Regions from separate parts of the Zea mays genome. Here region 2 is linked to region 1. Evidence: chromatin contacts called from public Hi-C data. All regions are on one chromosome and are shown on one strand. The core of a region is the stretch at or near the end of the contact, and the rest is flanking DNA. Distances in the headings are between cores, read along the strand shown. Region 1 has its middle 20 kb from the start of LOC111591405. Region 2 holds the start of LOC100136880 (respiratory burst oxidase-like protein D).

Evidence for each region. A called contact is a pair of places that touch in the nucleus more often than the background predicts.
Region 2: a contact with region 1 is called in a Hi-C map of leaf, with 4 times the contacts expected there. The contact joins the promoter of LOC100136880 here to the enhancer-like site in region 1. A contact is called at or near these places in 13 of 25 Hi-C or Micro-C datasets (bundle sheath, ear, leaf and 4 more) and 1 of 3 datasets of contacts at active chromatin or transcription factors (seedling).

What each region holds. Positions count from the first base shown.
Region 1 is chr4:197,777,561-197,784,259 of Zm-B73-REFERENCE-NAM-5.0, reverse strand. No RefSeq gene overlaps it. Among protein-coding and RNA genes, the nearest start is that of LOC111591405, 20 kb to the right of the region's middle. Within about 2 kb of position 5,414, at least 11 of the 20 cell types and tissues checked have an H3K27ac peak or open chromatin away from gene starts, as enhancers often do. A contact at or near this core is called in bundle sheath, ear, leaf and 2 more, where this site is marked.
Region 2 is chr4:197,884,904-197,891,950 of Zm-B73-REFERENCE-NAM-5.0, reverse strand. LOC100136880 (respiratory burst oxidase-like protein D) reads right to left here and starts at 2,524. Exons shown (of 8, transcript NM_001164287.1): 1 at 1,818-2,524; 2 at 1,518-1,674; 3 at 1,379-1,427; 4 at 114-1,261. The coding sequence starts at 2,448.

The DNA of each region.
Region 1 (6,699 bases), core at 4,165-6,664:
TTTTCAAAATTGGTATCTTAAAACCCTCTTGAACATTAAGAGGAGGATATTATTGAGAGGGAGTTTTGTTTAAGTCAAAGGAAAAGCATTTGAAACAGGGGAGAAAATTTCAAATCTTGTAAATGCTTCTCAAAATCTTATTCATTTACCTTTGACTATTTGCAAAAGGACTTTGAAAAGAATTTACAAAAGAATTTGCAAAAAAACGTGTGGTGCAAGCGTGGTCCAAAATGGTGAAAATAAAGAAACAATCCATGCATAACCTATGAAAATATTTATTGGCTCAATTCTATGTAACCTTTGCACTTACAAGTATGCAAACTAGTTCAGTTATGCACTTCTATATTTGCTTTGGTTTGTGTTGGCATCAATCACCAAAAAGGGGGAGATTGAAAGGGAATTAGGCTTACACCTTTTTCCTAATTGATTTTGGTGGTTGAATTGCCCAACACAAATAATTGGACTAACTAGTTTGCTCTAGTCTATAAGTTCTACAGGTGCCAAAGGTTCACAACAAGCCAATAAAAAGACCAAGAAACGGTTCAAACATGAGAGCAAAAGACATCCCAAAAGGCACCCTGGTCTGGCGCACCGGACTGTCCGGTGCACCACCGGACAGTGTCCGGTGCACCAGGGCACTATATGCTGAACTCGCCACCTTCGGGAAATCAGGAGGCCGCTCCGATATAATTCACCGGACTGTCCGCTAAAGCACCGGACAGTGTCTGGTGTCACACCGGACTGTCCGGTGTGCCAGCGGAGCAACAGCTACTTCGCGCGCAACGGTCGACTGCAACGCATTTAATGCGCGCTTGCGCGCGCAGAGGATAGAGCACGCGCAGTTGGCGCACTGGACAGTCTACAGGACCTGTCCGGTGCACCACCGGACAGCCCAGAGGCCCCACCTGTCAGAGCTCCAACGGTCGAACCCCAACGGTCTGCTGACGTGGCTGGCGCACCGGACAGTGTCTAGTGGCGCACCGGACTATCCGGTGCGCCATGCGACAGCAGCCTTCCAACGGCCATTTTTGGTGGTTGGGGCTATAAATACCCCAACCACCCCACATTCAAGGGCATCCAAGTTTTCCACCTTCAACACATTACAAGAGCTATAGCATTCAATTCTAGACACTTCAAGTTATCAAATCCTCTCCCAAGTCCGAAATCACTCCAAATCAAATAGTGACTAGAGAGAGCGACATTTGTGTTCATTTGAGCTCTTGCGCTTGGATCGCTTCTTTTCCTTCTCATTCTTCTTGTGATCATACTCAATTGTAACCAAGGCAAGAGACACCAATTGTGTGGTGGTCCTTGCGGGAACTTTGTGTTCCGTTTGATTGAGAAGAGAAGCTCACTCGGTCTAAGTGACCGTTTGAGAGAGGGAAACGGTTGAAAGAGACCCGGTCTTTGTGACCACCTCAACGGGGAGTAGGTTTGCAAGAATCGAACCTCGGTAAAACAAATCATCGTGTCTCGCTCTTTATTTGCTCACGATTTGTTTTGCGCCCTCTCCCTCGGACTCGTTTATATTTCTAACGCTAACCTGGCTTGTAGTTGTGCTTAAGTTTATAAATTTAAGATTCGCCCTATTCACCCCCCCCCCTCTAGGCGACTTTCAGCTGCCACTAAATAATATTACTTATATACAAAACAAACAATGATATAATATTAATCAAATCAAACTAAGTACCACATACACTAATTATGCAACTATTCTATATACCAATATAATATACTATTAAAGCTAATAATATAATAGTACAACATATTAATATGAAATTAATGCCTAAATACAATATGCCCCTAATCTCTAAATCACATATTCACTAATACATTAATGAAATCAAATTAAACAATAATACTAATCACAAACAGTAATCAAACAAACACAATTACAAATATATAATACTTTCGGTGGCACCTAAATAACAACCGCCGAAAATAAGGAATAAAATACGCAAAAAAATTACCTTCTCTCGATGCGGCGGCGGCTCGACGACGACGGCGGAGTGGCGGCGGCTCGGAGTGGCGGGTCGACGGGCGAGCAGCGCGGGGACGGACGGCGACGCGCGGGCGGCACGCGTAGAGGCGGGCGCGGGCGGCGGAGGTGGCGAGCGTGGGGCGGCGGCATTGTGTTCGGGTGAGAGAGAGGAGAGAAACAATGGAGAAGAAGGGACCCGACGGTTTTTAAAAACCCTATTTTCGGCGGCTAGGGTTGGACCACCGAAAATAACACACTATTTTCAGCGGCTGTGTCAGAGGCCGCCGAAAATAGACCTATTTTCGGCGGCTGTGTTAGACCGTCGAAAATACCACCTTATTTTCGGTGGCCCTCCCCCGGCCGCCGAAAATAGTGGGGGCGCCGAAAATGCTGTACAGTCCTGTTGTGCCCTTCGCGCAGCCAACCTCCACGTCCCAAACCACACCTCCGCATATAGATGGTCATTTGGTTAAATCAGCGTAAAATATTAAAAAGCGGTGTATGAGGTGGGGTTACAACTTACAACCCACGCCCTAATAATGGAAGAAGGGTGGGAGACACTAGATGAAGCTGTCTAACCAGCATAGGTATTTTTAATACTGAATATAAATTGTACATATGTATATACAATTTTTTTAAAATAAAAAATATAATCGTGCCGGGCCGGGCCAGCACTACAGGCCGAGGCTACGACCCAAGCACGGAATGGCGCTCGTTTCAGCTGGCCCAGGCACAATTAAATGGGTCGTGCCTCGGGCCGGCCCGCCAGACATAGCCCATTTAGTCATCTATACCTCCGCACGATAATGATGGTCTCCGCCTCAGTTGCTGCCACCTCGTTCTCCATCCTGCTTCTTTTCTCTCTCCCCTCATGCATCAGCCTCCGCGCCACCCAATTCTCGGTAGAGAACATGGGAGCAGGCGCATCCTCCCCGTATTCGTCCGACACCAGCCCCGACACCGACCAACGCAGTGGCTATTGCACGTCCACGAGAATGTTTCACAGCATGCGCACACCATCGTTTTCACCATCGTCGGATGTGGCATTCGCCCTGTTCTTCCTCCCCAACTTACTGCCCCCACCCACGGTCACAGCTGTGAGCCGACCGACGCTCATCGACACGGGTACGTGGTGAGTCGATCTTGTCGTAGCCTTTCTCCGTGCGTGCCGCCGAGGAGGACACGGTGGCGCCTGCCACACAGGTTATCATGGCGATGAGGAGTCCAGGTCTGAGATATTGGACAACCACGACTCGTATCGTGGCAGCAGTCGGCATATGCTACAGAATTGGTGGTGGTGTTGTGTCGCCTCGGTGGGTCCAGGGCTTGGAAGACACTAGCATTCTCTCGCCCTTCTCGGACTAACGCCTAGTGTAGGTGCCTCTTGGTTTGGAGCTGCTCTGGCTGGGCTTCTTTCTCCGCTTGCGTGCTCTCTCCCTATATGTATCTAGCGGTATACTACCTATGTCGCTTCCAGATGCCCATGTCTTCGTCGTGTCCATCTTCAGCAACGAACATGTATGCTCGCCCCTTCCCTTCATGCTCTACGAATCCTTGGAATTGGGGGAGGCAAGGGATGAGGGTCCCTGATTTGCTGCCTATGGTACCCGTTTGATGGCTCGGCATCGCATGTCTACATGGTCTTTCCCTTACCACGGTGTCGAATCGGTATGGTTCTACCACTTCTATGTACTTGTCACCTATTCGTCTGTCATTGCAATAATTATTGTGTTGTTCCTCTATTGTTTTGGGTGTTAGTTTTTTCTTGCACTAAGACTTAACATAATTTGGGTATGTTAATACTTTATTTATTGTCTGCACATGGTTTGTGTTCTTCTGATGATGGCTCATGGATCCTGCAAAATATATGTTATGATTTGGAGATCCATGTGGGCACTACCACAGGGTTCTCGTCCCTTGTGTTCTTGGTTGTTGCATGCATTAGGTCGCTTCTGAGACCACATTGACGCAATGGACTGCATGGTGTTTGAGGTTGCTGAATTGGATGGAGCAGCAATGATTTTTCACGCTAACACTAAAAGGAAAAGTTATTTGTTGGTTTTAACGTTAGTAATTGCTACGAAGTACCATAATTTGTATGGAGCGCATCCAGTTTTTATTGATATCTGACTTTAGCAATCACTTCATATTTTGATCTATCTTTTTTATAAGTTTGAGTTCATGTGACTTATTTTAGAAACTTGAGCTCATAAACTTCCTCTTATTTAGTCTATGTATGGTGGAATTAGGTCATTCTATAATCTATGTTCGTTCAGTCAGGCGTTGTGAACTCTCCTCTAATCGCTCACTTCATTGGTCGTCCTGTACCAAGACATATTGGATGGAGTAAACAACAACATCAGTTAGGCAAATAAAAAATAATAATATTAAGCAAAGAGCGGAGACAATCAATAAAAAATCTTGATATCTTTTTGGTGGATAGTTTACGTGGGTATTGTTGTGAGCCGTCGCAACGCATAGGCAACCGACTAGTATATCTTCATATGCGACAAAAACAATGTTTACTTTATTCTACTATGATCAACCCATGTATATTAGATATCTATACTACTCTATTAAGAACCTAATGTGGACACCTCATGCTACCACGGCTTCACCCTACCCATATCCAGCGCCCGTAAAAATAGTGCTCCAAAAATTAAGGGCTAACTATTAGACCACACGTACCTTATAGTGTTTAGAAATAAACAAAAAATATATTTGTAGCCTATACGTCACTCTCTATGTACGCTCCCGGTCTTGTGGCATTGTATGGGCACATAGTAGATACAGAGAGATATGAGCGCGCACATGCACAATGATATTAGCACAAAACTTCATAGCTTGAAACAGTTACGTGCGGGAGTAAAATTTGACGACTAGCTAGCTAGCTACTTTTTAGGCAGCAAACCACAAACGGATATACGTAGCATCAGCACATATCCCATCAAGAGGACGTTCGTTCGTCATCGACGCGCTGCTGCATGCGCGGCAAACGCAGCAGACATATGGGTATGGCCACCCAATGACCCAGCAACCAAAAGATCTACGAACAATTAATCATCTCATCTCATCACATCACAGTAGTGCTGCTTCGGAACTACGTACACTACTCGCAGCAAGTGCATGTACACATCACCGTACGTGTGATTGATCTATCAGCCGGTTTGTGCGCTCTGATTTTGTTGCCGACTTATTGTGTTGTGCCAACACGTGCTTATCTGTCTGTCCAACTTCTCCTGCCGCGCGCAGCTAGCATCGTCGTTGTCACGTGTGGTGATATGCAAATGCGTGCGTCAAGCTACTCGCTGAAGACACCAAATTTAAAAAAAGTCTTTACCACACAAAAAAAAAAAACGTTTTTCCACGAGGGTTTTATTTTCCCCCCTTTTCGCAGATGAGAACGTGCCTAGAGCTAGCTAGTGCGGTCAAATCATGCGTATTGTTCTTTGTGGTCGTGACGCGCTGTGCGATCGATCCATACGTGCCTAGCTAGCTAGTGCGGTCAAATCATATCTTTGTTTTTTTTTATATATAAATCGATCTGCTCGAGAGCTGGTCCAAGAATTCGATTCTTACCCACGATATATACCGCAAGTGCCATTTTGCCTGCCTATATACTTTTGCTCAACACTCTTCACCTCTAGAGCTCGGTTCGGTGGGGGGGAAAAAACTGGAAACCTGCTGAAAGTGGCACTAGCTAGCTAGGATTATTGCATTCTTTTGAGACGACGAACTGGCCTTTTTTCATTGCCTTTGATATTGCCAAAACTGAGGCGCATATATGAAAACTAGCTAGAGCAACTTCTTGTTCGGTTAATTAGAAGGGGATGGATTGGATTTGGATCCCTTGTTTGTCAAAATCTAACAGAAGGATCCCCTCCGATCGACCCTTATGTAACCGAACAAGGCCGGCCATACAAACCTCAGAAAGAATAAGAAGAAGATGAAGAGAGGCATGATTCATGGATCTGGAATGCTAGCTGGGAGACTGCTTGAAGCGGTTGGAATAGTACGCTTCGTTCATGACACTGAATTATAAACCTGCATTATATATATTGTCTTGTTATTATTTTGCCTGCATGCATCATCGTAACAATCCAAAGACTTTTTTTCTCGATCTTGGCCAGAACGTTCTCTCACTCACGCACGTTGAAGAAACTATCAGTAGTTATTAGTACCGTCCACTAGCTAGCTAGTTAATTTGCATTGGTGTGAGGTCGTCTTTGTTGTTGTTTGGATCAAACCAAACAGCTTCTCCTAGCTAGGTCAACAAGTTCTGCTTAGGTCACGCAAGTTCAGCGGCCGGTTCAGCTTAAGCTTGTTTACCACATGGCTTTGCTAGTTGGCTAGCTCGTCTCTGATATATATGATCGATGCATCACTCACCAGTTATTACCTACTACGTACGTACTGGCATTATTAATTATTCTCTTCGTCCCGTCTCATTCTTTGCTCCATCTGTTTCAACTGTGTCCAACAACCGCCGTCGTATAGCAGCTACTAGCTGCATGCTCCGGGTCAAACATGCATCTGACGAGGTCTTCATTCGCTTCTCATGAATCAAGAGCCGGCCCAGCAGTCCCAGCTAGAGCTAGCTAGCTAGGGCGAGTTCATGCATGGACGATGGTCAGTCAAACCGTCTGACGACGACTGACCTGGTTAATTAGTACGTTCCTGGAAGCAAGCAAGCGCTGCGTGCATTCATGCGTCGGTCT
Region 2 (7,047 bases), core at 1,275-3,774, 110 kb before region 1:
GCCATTAGCGCAAGCATCTGTGCCTTGCTTCCTCCCAGCAAACTAGCTAGTCCTAGTCTAGCTAAAGCAGCAGCATGGACCTCAACAAATTAAGACGATGCTTGCTTAATTACCACTGGAACGGCGACACGGCGGCGCAGTTGACGAAGATGTACTGCCCGCTCTTGTAGCGGAAGCCCTGCGGCTTGGAGAAGTGGAGCGAGAGGACGTTGCCCGGGTACACGGCCACCTTGAGGATCCTGACGGGCCTGACGCTGGAGCGCAGCGCCCTGGTGAGGCGCTCGCACGCGTACAGCACCATGGGCACGGCCAGGTACATCCACGTCGACTTCTTGTACCACTTGTGCGTCAGGTACAGGTAGTGCCCGTGCACGATCAGCAGCGCGTACACCACCACGAAGCAGTGGTGCGAGTACCAGAACGCGTTGAACCCCGTCAGCCGCCGCAGCGGGCCAGGCAGCGCGATGCGGCCCCGCCGGAACCACGGCGTCGCCAGGGTGAACGCCACGGCCATGAGCACCAGCATCACCAGCCCCGTCCACCCCTCCGTGCCGCGCACGAACCACCAGTAGTTGGGCGGGCGGGGCACCCCGAAGTACTGCCCCAGCGGCGCGTACTCGGCGTCCGTGGCGTGGAGCAGCCGCGGGAAGTCGCACGTCAGGTGGGAGATGATGTGCAGCCCGGCCCCGACCGCGATGCCCACCGCCACCACCTTGTGGAAGTTGAGGTTGTCGTCGAAGGGCACCACGCGCCCCACGCCGGCGGTGCGGTTGCGGATCCAGGTGATGGTGTTCCGGCACACCGGGAGCAGGATCAGCGCCATGTTGAACTTGAGCGTCTCCGCGCCGCCCTTGGCCACGCACACGCAGTACCCCATCACCTGGAACACGTAGCGCTGCCGGTACTGGATGAACTTCCAGGCGAACAGCCCCGCGCAGATGCACAGCCACAGAAGCATCACCCACACGCGCCGCCAGTTGTCCTCCAGGAAGTACTGCGCGCGCCGGTACCACCGCCGGAGAGGGTTCGGCTCCGCCGTCGGACGGAGGCTCTGGCTCAGCATCTGGCTCAGGTTCCGGCTGTTGGTCGTGCCGATGCGCACCGACTGGCTCGGCGCCTGCAGGAGCAGCATCTCCAGGTTGTACAGCTCGATGTAGCCCAGGTTGCCCGGGTCCAGCTCCTCCATGATCAGCCGGGCGTACTCCTCCGCCTGATCCGTGATCTTCGAAAGCTTGTTCGCCGACGCGCTCAGCGTGATGATCTGCGGCCGGGAGAGGAAGAAGCATTTGGTTATTTGGATTTCTGTTCTAGCTTGGGGCCACGGCGACGGCGACGGCGACGGCTTAACCAACTGGAGAAAGGCTGTTGACGGAGTTACCTCTTTGACCTCCTCCTCGGTGATCCTTCCGTCGGCGTCCTTGTCCACCCTGCAGGGGCAAACCGATCGATGGTATTATTACTTGCTGTGTGTGGTGGAGAAAGGCTAGTAGCAGCAACATGCAGTGAATCAATCGTACATGTCGAAGAACGTCTGCAGCCGGCCGTCGAAGCTGGTGTCGGAGATTTGGTCCCAGAACTCGAGCAGCTCCGCCTTGCTGATGCTGTCGCCGGAGATGTTGCGGCGCCGCGACAGCGCGTCGAACAGCTCGCCGGCGAACTCCGGCTCCTTCATCCCTGTAGACAGACAGTGGTGTTCATATACCCATCATATATCGTAATCAACACGCGACAAAGACAAAAAGCCGATGGAAACGCTCGATCGAAAGATGCTCGCTCGACCAATTCTCCTGGCTCCGACCACTCAGGCACTCACTCACCGATGCACTGGCCGAACTTGGACCGGTGGAGGAGGCCGTTCTCGGCGAGCTTGTCGAAGCGCCTCTCGACGGCCTCCCATCCGGCGGCGCCCTCGGCCTTGCTGATGAACTTGAGCCCCTTGAGCGCGTGCGCGGCGGCGGACTTGGAGCGGTCGATCCGGGGCCCCGCGGCGCCGCGGCGGTTGATGGAGGCGATGCGGCGGAGCTCCTGCGACACCTGCTTGATCCGCGACGAGGCGTTCCGGATGACGGAGTGGCCGTAGGACGAGGAGCGCCGGCTCTCGAGCGTGCGCGCCAGCAGCGTCACGTCCGGGTCGTCGCCGCCCGCGCCGGCGCCGGCGCCGGCGCCGCCGCCGTGGGCGGGCTTGACGCTGTGCACCGCCACCGAGTCGTCGCGCACGTCGAGGGTGATCTCCACGTAGTCGTCGTCGTCGTTGTTGTTGTTGTTGTTGGCGGAGGCGCGCGGCGGCGGCGCGGACAGCGGCGCCGACACGGACTCCGCGAACCGCGCGCTCTTCCGGGCGCCCGACTTCTTGCTCAGCGGGCCGCTGTGCGGGATCACCCGCCCCTCGGCGGTGGCGGACGACGACATCTCGACGATGTCCCCGCCGCCCGGCCTGGGGTTATGCATGGCGACCGGCACACCGGCAGCTCTAGCTCTTTGCGTCAGCTGCTGATACGGAGGTTACGAAGGAACGAACGAAACGCTTGTGCGGAGGGGGGCCGGTGCAGCGTGGGAGGGAGTCAGGGAGGAGGAACGGGGAACGGGAGGCCCAGGGACGGACGTTGCGTTTGCGAGGAGGGGACGGAGGGGCGGTGAGCTTTATAGCCCGTATCGGGACTGGGTCAGGGCGCGCGTTACGTTTTACTAGTCGTCGTCGCTGGCGCTGGCGCCGCCGCCGCCGAGCAGTGTGGTGGGGACGGGACGGAATGGGGCGAGGTTGTTGTGGGAAACTGGGAACAGAGGTGTGGTGTGCTCTTGGTGACGGAGCACGGGAGAAAAATCGCGGGGTCAAGAGACGGCTGACGCGGAAAACATTGCGGCTGCTGCTTCCTCCAAAAGTCCAAATCCTCCTCGCCTCGTCTTCGCCCAACCCAATATCCCCCGTGGCCGGTTCGGGCGCTGGGGCCCCGCCGGCCGGCCTCCGTCTCGACAGGGTCCGCCGTTGTACGCACGCGGTGTGTCGTATGCGGCGCGGTGCGTATCTAGTAGTAACGTACGTGTCCGCGTCCGACGTGAGCGCGTGCCTGCTGGCTGGCTGGCTGCTGCTCACCTCTCCGCTGCCCTGTCTCTGCTGCGTATGGACACGGAACCAGACCTCCGACTTTTGTCTTGCCTCCGATGGATTAACGGCTCTGCCTGCATTTGGGCACGGAAAGGAAAATGCGATTTCCACGGAAAAAAAAACCCGGCCTTAATAGTGTCTACGTTCATACCCTGTAAACATTGACGTTGGTGACGGCTTAACCACATACGTTATACATAAGACCCTCCTCTCCTTGCAAAGTCCAACGATTACGATCATGTTTGTGTCCACACGTAATTTTCTCTTACAATATAATGTCTCATTTGTTGAGTATCAAAATTGTCCGGATTATTCGCCGTAGCGACACGGACCGTCCACACGTGTGCAGAATCAGTCGTTTGGTTGGTTTCCCTGGACCTGCAATTACATCCATCCATCCGTAAACCAGTGTTTGTTTGGTTAGTTGCGTTCCGAGAATCTGGTCAGATCGAAACTCAAAGCGCGCGAGCCAAGCCAGCGGGAAACATCCCCGTTTTTTGTTTACAATTTAGCCATTTTTTGTGTTTTTTTGCACAGATATGTCCTTTGCAGTTTCATTTTTAAAAATGGACTCCAACCTCGATGTCATCATCATTGGCGTCGAGCTAACGCAAAGCGGCGCAACTAACATTGGCGCCAAGCCGCCAAACATGCCTACGTGGCAGGCGGATGTGGCAGAGGTTTAGGGGTGAGCGTCGACCCCTGAACGACGTTGACACGTGTCAGGGGGTCGGCGGCAAGATCTATGGCGCCGACCCCCTTTAAACCGGCGTCCAGCAATTTTCTCAGTCTCTTCTTCCTCGTCATCTCCGCCCACGCCGCGCCTCCCCCGCCGCACCCGGTCGGCCCGGCCGCCTCTCCACCGCCTCCCCCTTCGCCGCCTCTCCCTCCGCCCCGCTCCCGGTCGGCCCGCGCCGCCCATTCGCCGGCCCACCGCCTCCGCACCCGGCCTGCCCGACCGAGGCCGCCCTGCCCCGCCCCCGGCAGTCGAGGTATTAAATTTGTCATTTTAAGTATAATTAGTTCTTTGTTATTAATTAATAGTTATTTAGCAGTTAGTTATTAGGTGGTTGCAAAAGGTAAACGATACTATAGCAGTGACCGGCATACCACGTATGCCCAACAATAATTTGTTGAATGACTCGGCCGTGTTACTACATTGGAACTCATATCTCCATCCACCTAAGTCGTGAGCTCTCGTCCACTTCTCCAAATCTGGTATCAATCGAGTCAACCAATCTCTGCCTTCGACATTTGTTGCGACTTTGAGCTTATCTAACTTTTCCCTAAAGAACTTGTCTTCCAGCTGGTGACATGTCTTCTGGAAAAGCTCAAAGTTATCCTTCACACCATCCTTGTGCAGAAGATTCTCAGCAAGGTGTCGAGTACACCAGCGGTGATGCAAAGGAGGGTACCCATCGATCTGCTCACGGACCGCATTGAGTATTCCCTGGTGCTGATCTGATATTACACCAACTTCCTGTCCTGGACCAACCACATGTATCCGGACCATTCGCAAAAACCACCCCAAACTATCTTTGTTCTCTTTCTCAACCAGAGCAAATGCCAGGGGAACTAGCTTGTTGTTCGCATCACCGGATATGGCAATTAGAAGCGTGCCCTGGTACTTGCCAAGAAGAAACATGTCATCAATTGAAAAGATAGGACGACAATGCCTGAAGGCATCCACACACTGGGGAAAGCACTAGAACGCACGGAAGAATATATGCCTCCCATCAATCCATGCATTTGGTTTAGGGATGTACTCATAATGCATGCTTGGATTAACCGCCTTCATTGCATATAGAAGAACAGGTAGTTGCTTGTACCCAGACTCCCAGTCCCCATATATCATCTTCCATGCACACTGCTTAGCCATCCAAGCTTTACCATATGTTATCTTATACCCATCATACACATTCTCCATAATCCTCATGATTGTCCTAACCTTCATATTTGATTCCGACTGCAGTATTCCCATAAGCTGCTTCCCAATGAGGGTAGATGTCAATTGGCGACGTTTCATCGTTAACTCATGTTCAACACAGGTGTGTAGCCCCACTACTTTTGTTATCTTCCACTTTGCGGTGATCTTTTGTATCATAGCATAGACCCTCCATGCACAGTTATCCTTGTCGCATACAACCGTGTAACGACGTTTCTCGTACGAATGAAGTACTCTATACGGCCTCTTACGTAAGACTGCATAATGCTGCAACCACCTCTACAAGGCAGGCAGGTCCTTGAAGACCCTACCCTTTTCAATCATCATGCTAGGACCGACCTCAGGAGCATCTAGCAGCACATCATCCCTTCCTTCTGCATTTGCCTGATGAGAAAGACTAAGATCGCTGAACTCATGCACTCTTGGATCCCGGTCGTCTGGAAAAACACGTTTCAACATCTCAATATCACTCTGTGAGTTCACCAACCGGACGATCATCATCTAAATCAGCAGCCATATCAAAGGCATATGGCTCCTCTTCATTCCTAAACTCAGGACTGTTCGAGGCAATAAATCTATCACCGAAGCAACCACATGCCACGGTCTGAGGATCAACCACAAGAGCAGCGGTCTCTCCTGCAACATTTACCGATTTACAAGATCATCAGTCCCACGACAATGGAATGAACAAAGTGCTCGTGGTCCAAAAAGAAGATGTGATGCCAATGAAACTTACTACAATTCGTCTGTGCCAAAGGGATACACCCAAGTGAATCTATCTGCAGGTCATCTCCTGGCTGACTTAATGGGATCAAATTGGGGCTAGATTGAGCATCAGGCACAGCTGGCACGTCATCCACAACACGATCATAGTCTTCGGGGGGCGGTCTACTACAACCTGCCACACCACAACCTCCATGAGTTGCAACTGGGTATTCATAATCGAAGTAACATAATTCTCCCAATCCAGTTGAGAATCAATTGGGATGACTCGTCTTATGACATTTGGTGGATGACCAATGTTAAGCACTCTGTCAACCGCAATGTCATCATCTTCATGGTAACCTAGCTTTTGTTTAGCCTTAGTAAACACATCACTTAAGGATGGTCTACCAACGAATAGCATGGGAACGTGTCGCATGTCAATGAACTTGACATTTCCATAGGGATCTTCTTCCACATTGCCTCCATGATATAAACTCAAAAAATTGCCCTTCTATTTGGAGCACGAATTAAACATTCAATGTCCACTATGGATGGTTATTGTCTAACCACAACCCACTAATAACTAGCTAGATACTAATAACTAAATACTAACAACCTAATAACTAACTACTAAATAACTATTAATTAATAACAAATAACTAATTATACTTAAAATGGCAAATTTAATACCTCGACGGCTGGGGGCGGGGCGACCTCGGCTGGGCAGGCCGGGCGCGGCGGCGGCGGCCCGATGAATGGGCAGCGCGGGGCGGTGGGGAGTGGGGCAGAGGGAGAGGCGGCGAAGGGATAGGCGGCGGAGGGAGAGGCGGTCGGGCTGACCGGGTGCGGCTGGGGAGGCACGACGGGCGCTGAGGCGGCGCGGCGTGGGGCGGAGGAGGAGGAGGCGGCACGGCGTGGGCGGAGATGATGAGGAAGAAGAGATTGAGAAAATTGCTAGGCGCCAGTTTAAAGGGGGTCGGCGTCATAGATCTTGACACCGACCCCCTGACACGTGTCAGCGCCGTTCAGGGATCGACGCTAAAATCTATGGTGCCGACCCAAAACCCCTACCACGCCTGCCTGCCACGTAGGCCTATTTGGCACCAATTTTATTGTCACCGCTTTGCGTTAGCTCGACGCCAATGATGATGGTGCCGAGGTTGGGGTCCATTTTTTGAAATGAAACTGCAAAGGACATATCTGTGCAAAAAAACACAAAAGGGCTAAATTGTAAAAAAACGGGAAACATCCGATGAGGGTGTTACCACGCGTGCAGGCGCTGAGCGGATGGTGG